Regions from separate parts of the Zea mays genome. Here regions 2 and 3 are each linked to region 1. Evidence: chromatin contacts called from public Hi-C data. All regions are on one chromosome and are shown on one strand. Each heading gives the region's core, a stretch centred on a gene start, on an enhancer-like site or on the middle of the called end of the contact. The rest is flanking DNA. Distances are from core to core; before and after follow the strand shown. Region 1 holds the start of LOC100381481 (MYB transcription factor). Region 2 holds the start of LOC100217027. Region 3 holds the start of LOC100284410.

Region 1 (3,473 bases), core at 786-3,285:
ATGCGCTCATGTGGCAAAAGGAGACCCTAAACCCCAAGACCAAGGCTGGGAGATGAAGAGGGTTTACAGCTATACGTACAAAGCCACAAAGGCAGGAAGATGAGTAGCTTAAGGTAGCGGCAAGCGAACGACTAAAAGAAAATGGGAATGCCTTGATGCATGCATGCCTGCCTGCCTCGGGAAAATTAGCCAAGCCACCGGCGGTTTCCGCTTGTCCGTCTTGGTTTGGTTCTCAACTCTGGCCGATCCTTGCAGCAGCGTCGCCTGCAGCTGCACGCGCACCGCCTGCTGCCAGTGCCAGTCGCTCGCTGGTGTCCGGAACCCAGGACCAGGAGGAGGCCAGATGAGAGGACGGAACAGAACAGAACAGAACAGAACAGGCCGGGACGTTGCTCACCACGCCACAGCCACAGCCACCGCGCCTCACGCGGAACCTGCCTGCGCCTGCGGCCTTGCGTACAAAAGGAGAAGCAGAATCGGCGAAGCGGCCCGGGACTGCGCAAACATAAAAAAGCATGTAGTAGTAAATAATGATCAGACGCTCCCTTTGGCGAACAGTGACTGCGTGCCCTCCCAGTCCAGTCCACCCTCCGTTGGCTTTCCTTTTCCTGGACCTTTTTTTTAACCAATTCCCCACACGCCAACAGCGACAGGCTCTTCGTATAACGAATTACCGTGGCCAGAGACTGCGTAGTGGGTCCCACCTGTCAATAGGGGTGCACGAGACATGATTTACGAACAAAATCTAGTCACTGTCACACTATTCACAACAGATACATAGACTTTGAACCTTAAAAAAACATACACATCTTATAGAAAGAAGTTTTTTTTTTCAAAAAAAATATCAATATGGAGTATCGTGCGGTATAAACCCACAGTGTTCAACTTATATTGCATCATTTAATTATCATGTTCAAAAGTCTAAAGGGATGTTTGTTTTGTAGGGACTAATTTTTAGTAGCTTCTCCTTCGATCTATGGTGCAAGCGAAGGTGCATGGTCTTATTGGTGCTGACCAATAATCCTAGCGTTTCGGTTGGCATGCAATGCTTAATGAACGTCCATGGTTTTGCCTCGTTCAACACGAACATGTCTAAAAACACGTCGACCGTCGATTTGAGCTAGTTTGCGGATGATGTTTATTAGAACCGCATCTTCCATGGCGCCTCTCAGTTTCCTCCTATAGGCAGCTCATGAACTCGTTACGTATCCTTTGATATGCGCTAGCACGTACCACGGTCCACGTGGCTTCTCTCTTGCTATAAAAGAATTACGTACATGTCAAAACATGATGAGATCGTCTCGCACTCTTAAGTGACTACCCCGGCAAAAAAAGAATAAATGTTCTGCACATCGTTTTTAGGTGTGATGGTGCTAATAATAAATGGCAAGAGCGGGCAGATGATCGGTGTGGTTCGAAGGAGGATAGAGAGAAGGGAAGCGGGAGCAAACCGTCAAGGGTTGGGTTGGGTGGGTGCGCATAGATAGAGACCAGGGCGCGGCGCCTGTGGTGGGTTTTTGTCAAGCCCGGGAGGGACAGCGCTTCCGCTCTCGGTAGTGGTTGGGGTTGGAGTTGGACTCCCCAAACCCACACGAGCGGCCGGCCTCTCTCTGAACCTGAACACCAGGGCCACCAATCGGAAAAAACAAATCCGTATAAATTCTCTCTCTCCTCCCGGTCTCCCCCCCCCCCTCTCTCTCTCTCTCTCTCTGGCTGGCTGCAGTTCTCGTCTGCAGGACGACACAAGAACAACACGGCCATCAGTCTCAAAGAAAGGGCAGGGGAAGCCTGAAAGCGCAACCAAACCAATCGCATCTCCCACTCGAAGAAGGCAGGCATCCAAAAGACCTACTGTCCGTCAGTAGTACATACGTCCGTACGTAGAGTAGAGACCAAAACAAGCAAGCGTTTATTTTGTGCTCGTTTACGTTTAGTTGTGTGTGATCAATTAGCCAGCCGCCGCTGCCGCGGCGTCCGCGTCCTCCTATATCAGCCCCGCCTCCCTTCCTTTGCAGCAGCAACCTCCCTTCCTTTCCCTTCCCCACCCCTCCTGCTGCAGTCTCTCCTCCTCAGCGGACCCGGTCCTGGATGGCCGCCTTCTTCGCTGCTGCTCCGCCGCCGGCGGCGGGTGCTCTCGCGTCGTTCCACCACGAGGAGCAGCAGCGTCAGGACGCCGCCGAGGAGCTGTACCACGTGGACGACGACGTCGGCGAGGGCGGCTGCGGCGCAGGACAGCAGGGGAAGCTGTGCGCCAGGGGCCACTGGCGCCCCGCCGAGGACGCCAAGCTCAAGGAGCTCGTCGCGCAGTACGGGCCCCAGAACTGGAACCTCATCGCCGAGAGGCTGGACGGCAGATCAGGTAAAAATGCGAGCACGCAATGCGGGGTACTGCTGGCCTGCTGCTTGCTTCGTCGTGTCCCTGACCTTCTCTCTGTCTCTCTCTTGTCTGATGGAACAATGGACACACCGCGCAGGGAAGAGCTGCCGCCTGCGGTGGTTCAACCAGCTGGACCCGCGGATCAACCGCCGGGCCTTCTCCGGCGAGGAGGAGGAGCGGCTGCTGGCGGCGCACCGCGCGTACGGCAACAAGTGGGCGCTCATCGCGCGCCTCTTCCCCGGCCGCACCGACAACGCCGTCAAGAACCACTGGCACGTCCTCATGGCGCGCAAGCAGCGGGAGCACACCGGCGCGCTCCGCCGGCGCAAACCCTCGTCCTCGCCGGACCCGGCGCCGCCGACGTCGCACTTGGCGCCCGTCGTCGTCCTCCACCACCACCACCACCAGCACCACGCCGGCTCGCCTCCGCGCACCGTCGCCGCCGCTCACGCGCAGTACACGGCAGCGGACACCCGCGCGCACAGCGGCGGCGAGTCCGACGAGACCGCGTCCACCTGCACCACCGACCTGTCCCTCGGCTCCGCCGCCGCCCCCTGCTTCTACCAGAGTGGTACGTACGTACAACGGCACGGCAAATGCTTTGCTCTGTCAGTCTCTCTGATGGTGACGGCCTGGCGTGCTCACAACACATGTCCTACGTACGTGCGTTCGTCCCGCAGGCTACGACGCGGCTCCGCGCGCCGCGGCGTTCGCGCCCAGCGCGCGCTCCGCCTTCTCCGCGCCGCCGGCGTCGGCGCGCCATGGCGAGTCACGCTCCGACGACAAGGCGTCGCCGCCCTTCTTCGACTTCCTCGGCGTCGGCGCGGCATGATCGGGGAGGGGGGCCCCCCGCGGCGGTGTACAGGAGGCGGGCCGAAAGACGCGTAGTTTAGCTTTAGGGTCCAGTTAATGATCAAGAACATGGCCTGAGAGAGGAGAAAGAATGGTGATGGAACTGCAGAGTACTAACAAATTCCTCATCGATTTTTTTTTGCCGCTGACGTTGCTAGTAACAGTATGGCGATTTGACTGCTCGGCTTGGGTTGGGACTTGGGAGACGAGTTGCAAGCGCTACTACACCAAGGGCAAGCGTGGG
Region 2 (3,901 bases), core at 359-2,858, 300 kb before region 1:
ATATAAGAGCCAACTTTATTATATAAGTGTGTTTATTATTGGCTCTAAAGGACATGGTAATGAGTTAGAGCTAATAATAGGTTCTATTATTAAACTTGCTCTAATTACTTTCCCGGCTATGAACTCGTGCCAAATCTCCTGCTTTCAATTTTCGAATCGTCAAAATCGGAAACAAAAAAAGGCCGGCAGCTGCACAGCCGTGGCCCGGCCGCAGATCCATTCTCGCGTGCTGGAGGAGGCGACGAGGAGCCTAGCCGCAGCGGCAGGTGGCAAAGCACGGGGATTCCCTGTCCGCAGAATTCTCTGCCCGCAGTGATGGAGAAGGAAATGCCGCAGCCATCCTTTCGAAGGCCTGCCCAAACTGTTTTACGAAAACGGAAGCGACACCAGCCGGCCGAAGGGAGGACGATCTGCCAGCCTACGCGACCCTTGCGTTGCCGCTGCCACCCCGCCGCACTGTTGAATGCTCCGGGTCCACTGTGCGTCATACGAAGCACTCTGCGGGCCCACTTGTATGTGGCACGAGGTTCGTAGACCCGGTGTAGCTGTAGGGTGCCGTGGTTGCAGCCAGGAGCGCAGCAGGGTCTGTTTGGTTGGGCTGTGGCTGTGAAAAAAGTTGCTGTGAACTGTGAGCTGTGGAAAAAGCTGCTGTAGGCTGTAAGCTGTTAAAAAGCTAAAAACCATTTGGTGGAAACCACTAAAAGTCGTTAAAAATTCTTCGATATATGTTTTCACAGTTCCATCCAAAAAGCCACTAAAAGCAGGTCCAGGGGTGCTTTTAGATTTGCACTACGAGAAAGTCGGCTTTTAAAAAAAGCTGCTTCCTGGATCCAGCCCTTTGGTTGGCTTTTGGCTTTAGGGGGGCAAAAGCCAAAGCCAAAAGTCAAACCAAACACACCCAAAACCGATGCGTGGATATTATCCCCGAGGAGATCCTACCGGTTCGGTTCGGTGACGGCGCCGTAAGCTAACGGCTTCGATCCGCCCGCATGTACAGGTGTCCTGCCCCGCACGGCCGTCGGATTCGGATCCGGGGAAGACTGGAGTTTGCTTTCCGCCGTTACGCTAACGCCGTACCAGACGGATGGGACGCTCTGTGCACGGTCGGCGATCTGCAGTGACACTCCCGAGTCCCGACTCCCAAGCGGCGGCCTCGGGCAACACCTTTTGTTTCACTGACTGCTGGGACCAAACAGCACACGGACCCCGTGTCAGTGCGGGCTGGGGGCATGCGCCGGGTCGTCAGTCGCCACCGATGGTGCTGGCGCCTGGTGCGTCTTCCGGTTCCGGGCACACGCACTAGTCAAGGCAGGATATGGGTCGCCGGCTCGCCGCGGAGGCAGCGGGTTCCCTCTACCCGGAAGAACCACCAGTGACAATGACTGGTAGGGTACACTCTTACGTGGCCCACGAATCAGTGGAGTAGTTGTTGCGTCCGATGCTGCTTTGGCGTGCAACGAGGAAGTGGAGAGCACGGTGCGCGTGAGTGCGTGAGGAGCCTACCGCGTCCAATGCTCCCCTCCACGTGTCACCAGGTCACGACCTCATGTTCCGGGCTCTCCCAACGCACGGTCCAGATTGGCCGATCGGAGCCCACAGGTGGGCCCGCGCGGGCAGGTGCGGAATGACCTCACTGTCCTTCCCTCGGCGGTAACGGAAACTCCTCCGCTCCGCTCCTCACTCCCGCTCCCCCGCTCGCTGTTGGTGGAAATCTAGGGTTTCGGTGGGGTTCTTGCCGCTGCGGTTGTTCGTGCGGCGCGGATTTAGGGAGGGTTCTGAGGCGAGGGCTTTTGCCCCCTCGAGCGGTGTGTTCTTCGGTTCTTTGTCCCTTTTTTTCGTTTCAAGATTCAAGAGCACTGCATTGCGGTCTGCGCTTACAAATGTGTTGTCTTTGGGCATGGGTCGTGCTGTCTTTGCTGGATTATTCTACGATTTTAGGCATGTTTCTATTGTTTGCCATCGAACCGTTCGAGTTCGAGTCCTCTCTCAGTGTGGATTCTTGGTAATGGCCCCCGTGGCGCGCATGTGGCAGCGTTTGTGGTTTTTAATTTCGTTGATTCTTTTTATGCCTCTTTCTGATTTTCATTGTTCTATATGGAGGGTTTTTTCTTGTTTTCCTGCTTCAATGGCAATGGTCTGCGTTTTTCTGGCTGTAATGGCAATAGTCTGCTTTTTCCTCTTTTTTCGTCGCTCATTTTACTTGACGTGTTTTCTCCTCTTTTTGAGCCTTTCTACTTATATGGAGGTATTCACTATTCAGTATTCAGGTTTTCTTGTTTGTCATCTTAATTTTTTGCACGTTTTTTATAGCTGGTTTATGGTGCTGCAGCTCATCACATTAAAGATCTGTTTTTTCTATGCGTTCTTTAGTTTCTGGGAGGTTTATGGCGGCACTGTTCATTTCTAGATATCCGTTCGGTGTTTGATAAACACGCATCTCTGGAACGTTCATTCTTAAGGATATTATTGACTTATTCTGGAAGGTTCATCCACAAGGATTTTAGTGTGGCGTTGTTCTTGTTAATTAATTTTCCTTAATTTTTTGGGTACGCGCTGCAATTTTCTTTGCCTTTTCTTGTTTCTTGGAGTCTTGGAAATTTCGCCATGATTCCCGAAAGGATAATGACGCACTTTTTTCTTGGCCTTTTTCCTGGATTTATTCCCATTTTCAAATCTTTTGCATTTTTAGGGTCTATATAGTATATAGATATATAATTACATGACTATTATTGTAATCCATTACATCCTCCTTTATTTATGGTCGTGTTAGATGATTTAATTCGTTTTCATTTGTTGATGAGCAGATTTGCAGCTTTGGGTCCGATACAGTGCTCATGTGAGTATATATGCCATATAGTTTACTGTTTTGTGTGAGCATGTAGAACGTCTCCTATAATGGACTAGTAGGATGTTTCTGTATGAGTTTTGTCACTAGAAAATCTTCTATGAACTCTGGTAGTGTGTCGTGTTGAGGTCCGTGTTTATTACTGTTTCCATAGTCTGTGAGATGATCATGATTTCATGTTCTTTTTAAAAAAATTGTAAGGTCACAGCAATTGGGCTTTGCCTACCTGCATCATTCTTACATCTATACTATACAGCGACTTCTTCTCTTACTGCTTTAATCATATGAAGTATTGGGAAACAAAACAAAGCCAGATATTTAATTTTAAGCATTCCAATTTTATTGACGTTAGCGTGGGCTGCAAAATAATAAAGTATCCTGATGTTACATTTGTGTTGCATATTTCGTGGTGATGGGACTTCGGAGTAAACATTTGTGGTTTACTGAAATGTATACCGTTTGCAAAATGTAATTAGTTGGCAGCTGATATTACTTTAGAGAATGTGTATTGTTGGAGGTGTGGCATCAGATAGGGACTCCCATTAGTGGTTTTAAGTTTAGATTTAACACTTTTTAAACAGTTCATGTTTGCACCAACTTAATTCCTAGTTTTTGTTGCTTCAGCTTGTTGCAATATTGCTGTACTCAGATGTTCTATCTCTGTTGGAAGGGTGATTTTACCTGTATACTTGTCCTTCTGCTGCTTCAGTTGCTTTGCTGCTTGCTTGAATTATACAGCTAGTGCCTACACAAATGTCTGATTGGGGTTGCTTTGGATACCTACTCATGCAGCAAGGCTCACTAAATGGAGTCTCACAATGGCGAGGCCAATGACTTGCCTCCACCACCTCCTCTGATTGCTGGTGTTGAACCACTTAAAGCTGATGAAACAAAGATGCCATTGAAACCTAGGAGTCTGGTCCAGAGAAATGGATTTGGCAGAAAGGGGCAGCCAATAAAGCTGATAACAAATCACTTCAAAGTTTCTCTTGTGAATGCTGAAGAATTTTTCTACCATTACTATGTGCGTCTCTAATCCTTGCCCTGTGCCATTTC
Region 3 (3,905 bases), core at 1,026-3,525, 510 kb before region 1:
GTTTTGGTGCTTAATGCCAAAGGGGAAGAAATTAAGGCCAAAGCAAATGGATCAGCCAACCACTTGTGAACTTTGAAACTAGTAGAGTTAGAATTTGTATTTTGTCCAAAATCCTCTTATTGCAAAATTTGGTCTCTTATGGGGGAGAATTTTAATTATGGGAAAAGGGGGAGTTTTTGGCTCTTGATCAAAACTACTCTTGAAACATCTCTCTATTTGCCCAAACAAGTGTGTTTGGCTTAGAAATAGGAAAAAGAATTTGATTTGCAAAAACAAACCAAGTGGTGGCAGAAGTGATCCAAATATGCCAAATCTCAAGTGAGAAAATTTGGTCTTCATATATGCACTTTTGAGAATAATGTTGCACTTTTAGTTGCTTTTTAATGTATTGGCATAAATCACGAAAAAGGGGGAGATTGAAAGGGAAATGTGCCCTTGGGCCATTTCTATAAGTGTTTTGGTGATTAGATTCCCAACACATAATGTTTTAGTTCATATGAGCTAAGTGGTTGAGAAGTGCAAATCAAGAATCAAGGTATGTTTATAGCCCTAGTAAAATGTTTTTGGATACTAATATATTTCTCTAAGTGCTAGGAACATAGCCAAGAAAACTGGAATCGGACAGGAGAAGTTTTAGATAAGTTTAGCCAAACCTGCACCAGCCTGTAGTGCACCGGACTGTCCGGTGCCCAGGTTGGCCCGACGACGAACTCGTCGCTCTCGGGAAAAAGCGAAGGCGCCACGGCTAAAATTCACCGGACTGTCCGGTGAGCCAACGGCGCCCGCGACCAACGGTCGGCAGCGCAATCAGCGGGCGACGCCTGGCCCGCACTAACGATCAGTTGGTCACACCGGACTGTCAGGTGGGCAACGGACAGTGTCCGGTGCGCCAACGGGACCAAAGGTCCAACGGTCGTCTGCGCCCGATAAAGAAGGAGATCGGGCTCCAGACTGCTACTGTTCATGTCCGGTGGTGCACCAGACTATCCGGTGCGCCACCCGACAGAAGGCAAGAATTGCCTTCCAATTGGATCTCCAACGGCTCCTAGCTGCCTTAGGACTATAAAAGGGACCCCTAGGCGCATGGAGTAGTACACCAAGCATTCTCTGATCATCCCTAGACGCCTAGACTCCGCCACCATGCATTTGGATCACTGTGTTAGAGATTTGAGCAACATTTGAGTTGCGAACTCTCTGTGCCGTGTTTTGTGCTCACGTCTTAGCTTGAGTGTGTGTGTTTGCTGCGAATTGAGTCTTGCGTGTGTTGCTTTCCCTCCCTTACTCTTGTGCTTCTCTTGTGATCAAATATTGTAAGGGCGAGAGGCTCCAATTTGTGGAGATTCCTCGCAAACGGGAAAACTGCGAAGGAAGGAAACCATGGTACTCAAAGTTGATCATTGGATCACTTGAGAGGGATTGAGTACAATCCTTGACCGAAGGAGGTCAACACAACGTGAAGTAGGCATTGATCGAACCACGGGATAAAAATCACCGTGTCTTGTGTCCATCTTAATTGTGATTTGTTTTCTTCTAAAGTTCCCACTTTAGCAACCTGGTTTTAAATCGCACTAACACTTCATAACCAAGTTTTGGCTATTTAGTACTTGATTTTACAGGATCACCTATTCACCCCCTCTAGGAGCTCTCATGAACTCTCTTCTAATTGCTCACTTCATTGGTCGTGTTGTACCAAGACATATTGCATGGGGTAAACAATAACATCAGTTAGGCAAATAAAAAAATATTATACAGAGAGCGGAGACAATCAATAAAAAACCTTGAATTTTTTTATGGATAGTTCACGTGGGTATTATTGTAAGCCGTCGTAACGCATGGGCAACGACTAAGGGTGTGTTTGGTTTGACTTTTAGCTTTGGCTTTTGCCCCTAAAAGCCAAAGGTCAAACCAAATGGCCGAATCTGAAAGGCAGCTTTTTCTAAAAGCCGATTTTCTTGTAGTGTAAAACTGAAAGCATCTCTAGACCTGCTTTTAGTAGCTTTTATGTGGAACTGTGAAAATATATATGGAATAATTTTTAGCGGTTTTTAATGGTTTCCACTAAACGATTTTTAGCTTTTTAGCAGTTCACAGCACACAACAACTTTTTTTACAGCTCACAACAGTTTTTTCACAGCCACAGTCCAACCAAATAGACCCTAATATGCTAATATGCTTTGAAAACTTGTGATTCGGACAATTTTATTATTAAAAGATAAATTAAAAAACCTCATCAAAATAAAAAGATGTTTTCCGAGCTGCCCCAGAGGCCCAGCCCACGGTGTCAGTGTCACCTCTGCTATTTCTTCACCCGTCCGTTCACTTGCGTTCATCCGGCCTACGTTAAAATCTCTCCATCCCGGCGACGACTGGCGACAGCCGCTGCCGGCCTACTCCAGGTCCCCAGGTCTACGTCGGACCCTTCGCCGCGGCGAACACCACCAGGTAACGCAACCCTTATTCTCTCCCTGCTGTGCGAAACCGAGCACCCAAACCCTAATTTAAGCTATTTGTATTCGGATCTGATCTAATTACTACAAGTGGATATGTATTATGCCTACTAACTTTGATTTTTTGGGGAAAAATATCGGGTGTACAGAGATCTGTCACTGATTTTGCAGTCCTCTTGTCAGATGGCGAGCACGGGGCGGTCGATGCTGCTGTCACTGCTCCTCTTCGCAGTGACGCTGTCGCTGCTGGAGATGTACAGGGCCAAGTTCGCCTCGTCGGAGCTCATGACCATTGCCGGTGGATTCGTCTGCTCCCTCCTATTCCTGCTACTCCTCACCGTGCGTTTCTCCTTGTAGTTCCTGTTATTTCTAACTTTCTTTCTCGTTCCTCAAATGGTGCATTGGTGCAGAAGCCATTGGCATTGGAAATATTTGCAATTTGGCCACCCCCAAGTGGTGTTGACACTTTGCTAGTTTGCCATCTATGATTTGTGGGTCTGGTATGATTTGTGGGTCTGGTGGCAAATTAGCGAAGTCCACTGTCGATGGTGGCAAAGACATTGCCCCTCTTTCTGATTTGCTAAATTGAAGTGGTAATGTACGGCCACAGTGAAGTAGTAAATAAACATAGGGCGTGTTTGGTCAGGAACCAGCCGTCGTAAATGAGGTGGTGTACCATGCATGACTTTATCCCATGAAATTTATTTGGTGGGATGACTCCATCCTCATGCGTCATGGTGGATTAATCCATTTCATTCTAAAAACCAAACAAAAAAGTGAGTGAGATGACGATAACCATCCCCTTATGTTGGTGTGGATATCCGTTTTATGGTTACTTCTGTGTTATAACATTAATTACTTCTGGATTCGTCGGCTCTTCATCAAGATTCAAGAAGTGTGCTTACTGCTTGGAATTTTGTCTTATTATGAACTGATAATTGGAACAACTTTTGCAGTTTATTGGAAACTATCAAGAAGCTAGTGGAGATAGAACTGGGTGGGGTGCAGGTATGTATGGCATATGATCTCTCATGTCTTCTCATAGTCTTTTTTTGACTTTGATCACTGTCGCTCCTCCTTGCAGTTGTTGTAGCACAACTTGTAGCTCTTATTGTAGCCGGCACTGTCCACCGTGTCTGTATCACAACATGGTATGTTACCTTGAACACACACCAATGATTTTTTACCAGCCATTAGCATTTATTCTGCCTCATGGATCCATCAATGCTTCCTTTGTGTTAAATAAGGAATTTGTTGAGAACTTAGCATTATCGATAGGTCATAGGTGCTAGTTTGAACATTCTATTGGAATGTTTGTCTATGAGGTTTTCTCTGTTCTGATGCCAGGAAAAGAAAACAAGTCACTTGTTTAGGTAAAGGAGTTGGAACCTCGAATTGTTAATTGAGTCATGTGCAAAACTTAGTTTATTGTTATTAAGGCATGCATCATATATATTT

The links. A called contact is a pair of places that touch in the nucleus more often than the background predicts.
Region 2: a contact with region 1 is called in a Hi-C map of bundle sheath, with 3 times the contacts expected there. The contact joins the promoter of LOC100217027 here to the promoter of LOC100381481 in region 1. A contact is called at or near these places in 5 of 25 Hi-C or Micro-C datasets (bundle sheath, endosperm and leaf).
Region 3: a contact with region 1 is called in a Hi-C map of ear, with 2.7 times the contacts expected there. The contact joins the promoter of LOC100284410 here to the promoter of LOC100381481 in region 1. A contact is called at or near these places in 3 of 25 Hi-C or Micro-C datasets (ear, leaf and tassel).

The regions. Positions count from the first base shown.
Region 1 is chr3:43,263,389-43,266,861 of Zm-B73-REFERENCE-NAM-5.0, reverse strand. It overlaps LOC100381481 (MYB transcription factor), which reads left to right and starts at 2,035. Exons shown (of 3, transcript NM_001174317.1): 1 at 2,035-2,359; 2 at 2,475-2,948; 3 at 3,058-3,473. The coding sequence starts at 2,089. The coding sequence ends at 3,209.
Region 2 is chr3:43,560,493-43,564,393 of Zm-B73-REFERENCE-NAM-5.0, reverse strand. LOC100217027 reads left to right here and starts at 1,608. Exons shown (of 24, transcript NM_001359539.1): 1 at 1,608-1,805; 2 at 2,805-2,836; 3 at 3,638-3,869. The coding sequence starts at 3,651.
Region 3 is chr3:43,770,640-43,774,544 of Zm-B73-REFERENCE-NAM-5.0, reverse strand. LOC100284410 reads left to right here and starts at 2,275. Exons shown (of 5, transcript NM_001157305.2): 1 at 2,275-2,442; 2 at 2,631-2,786; 3 at 3,404-3,455; 4 at 3,532-3,598. The coding sequence starts at 2,631.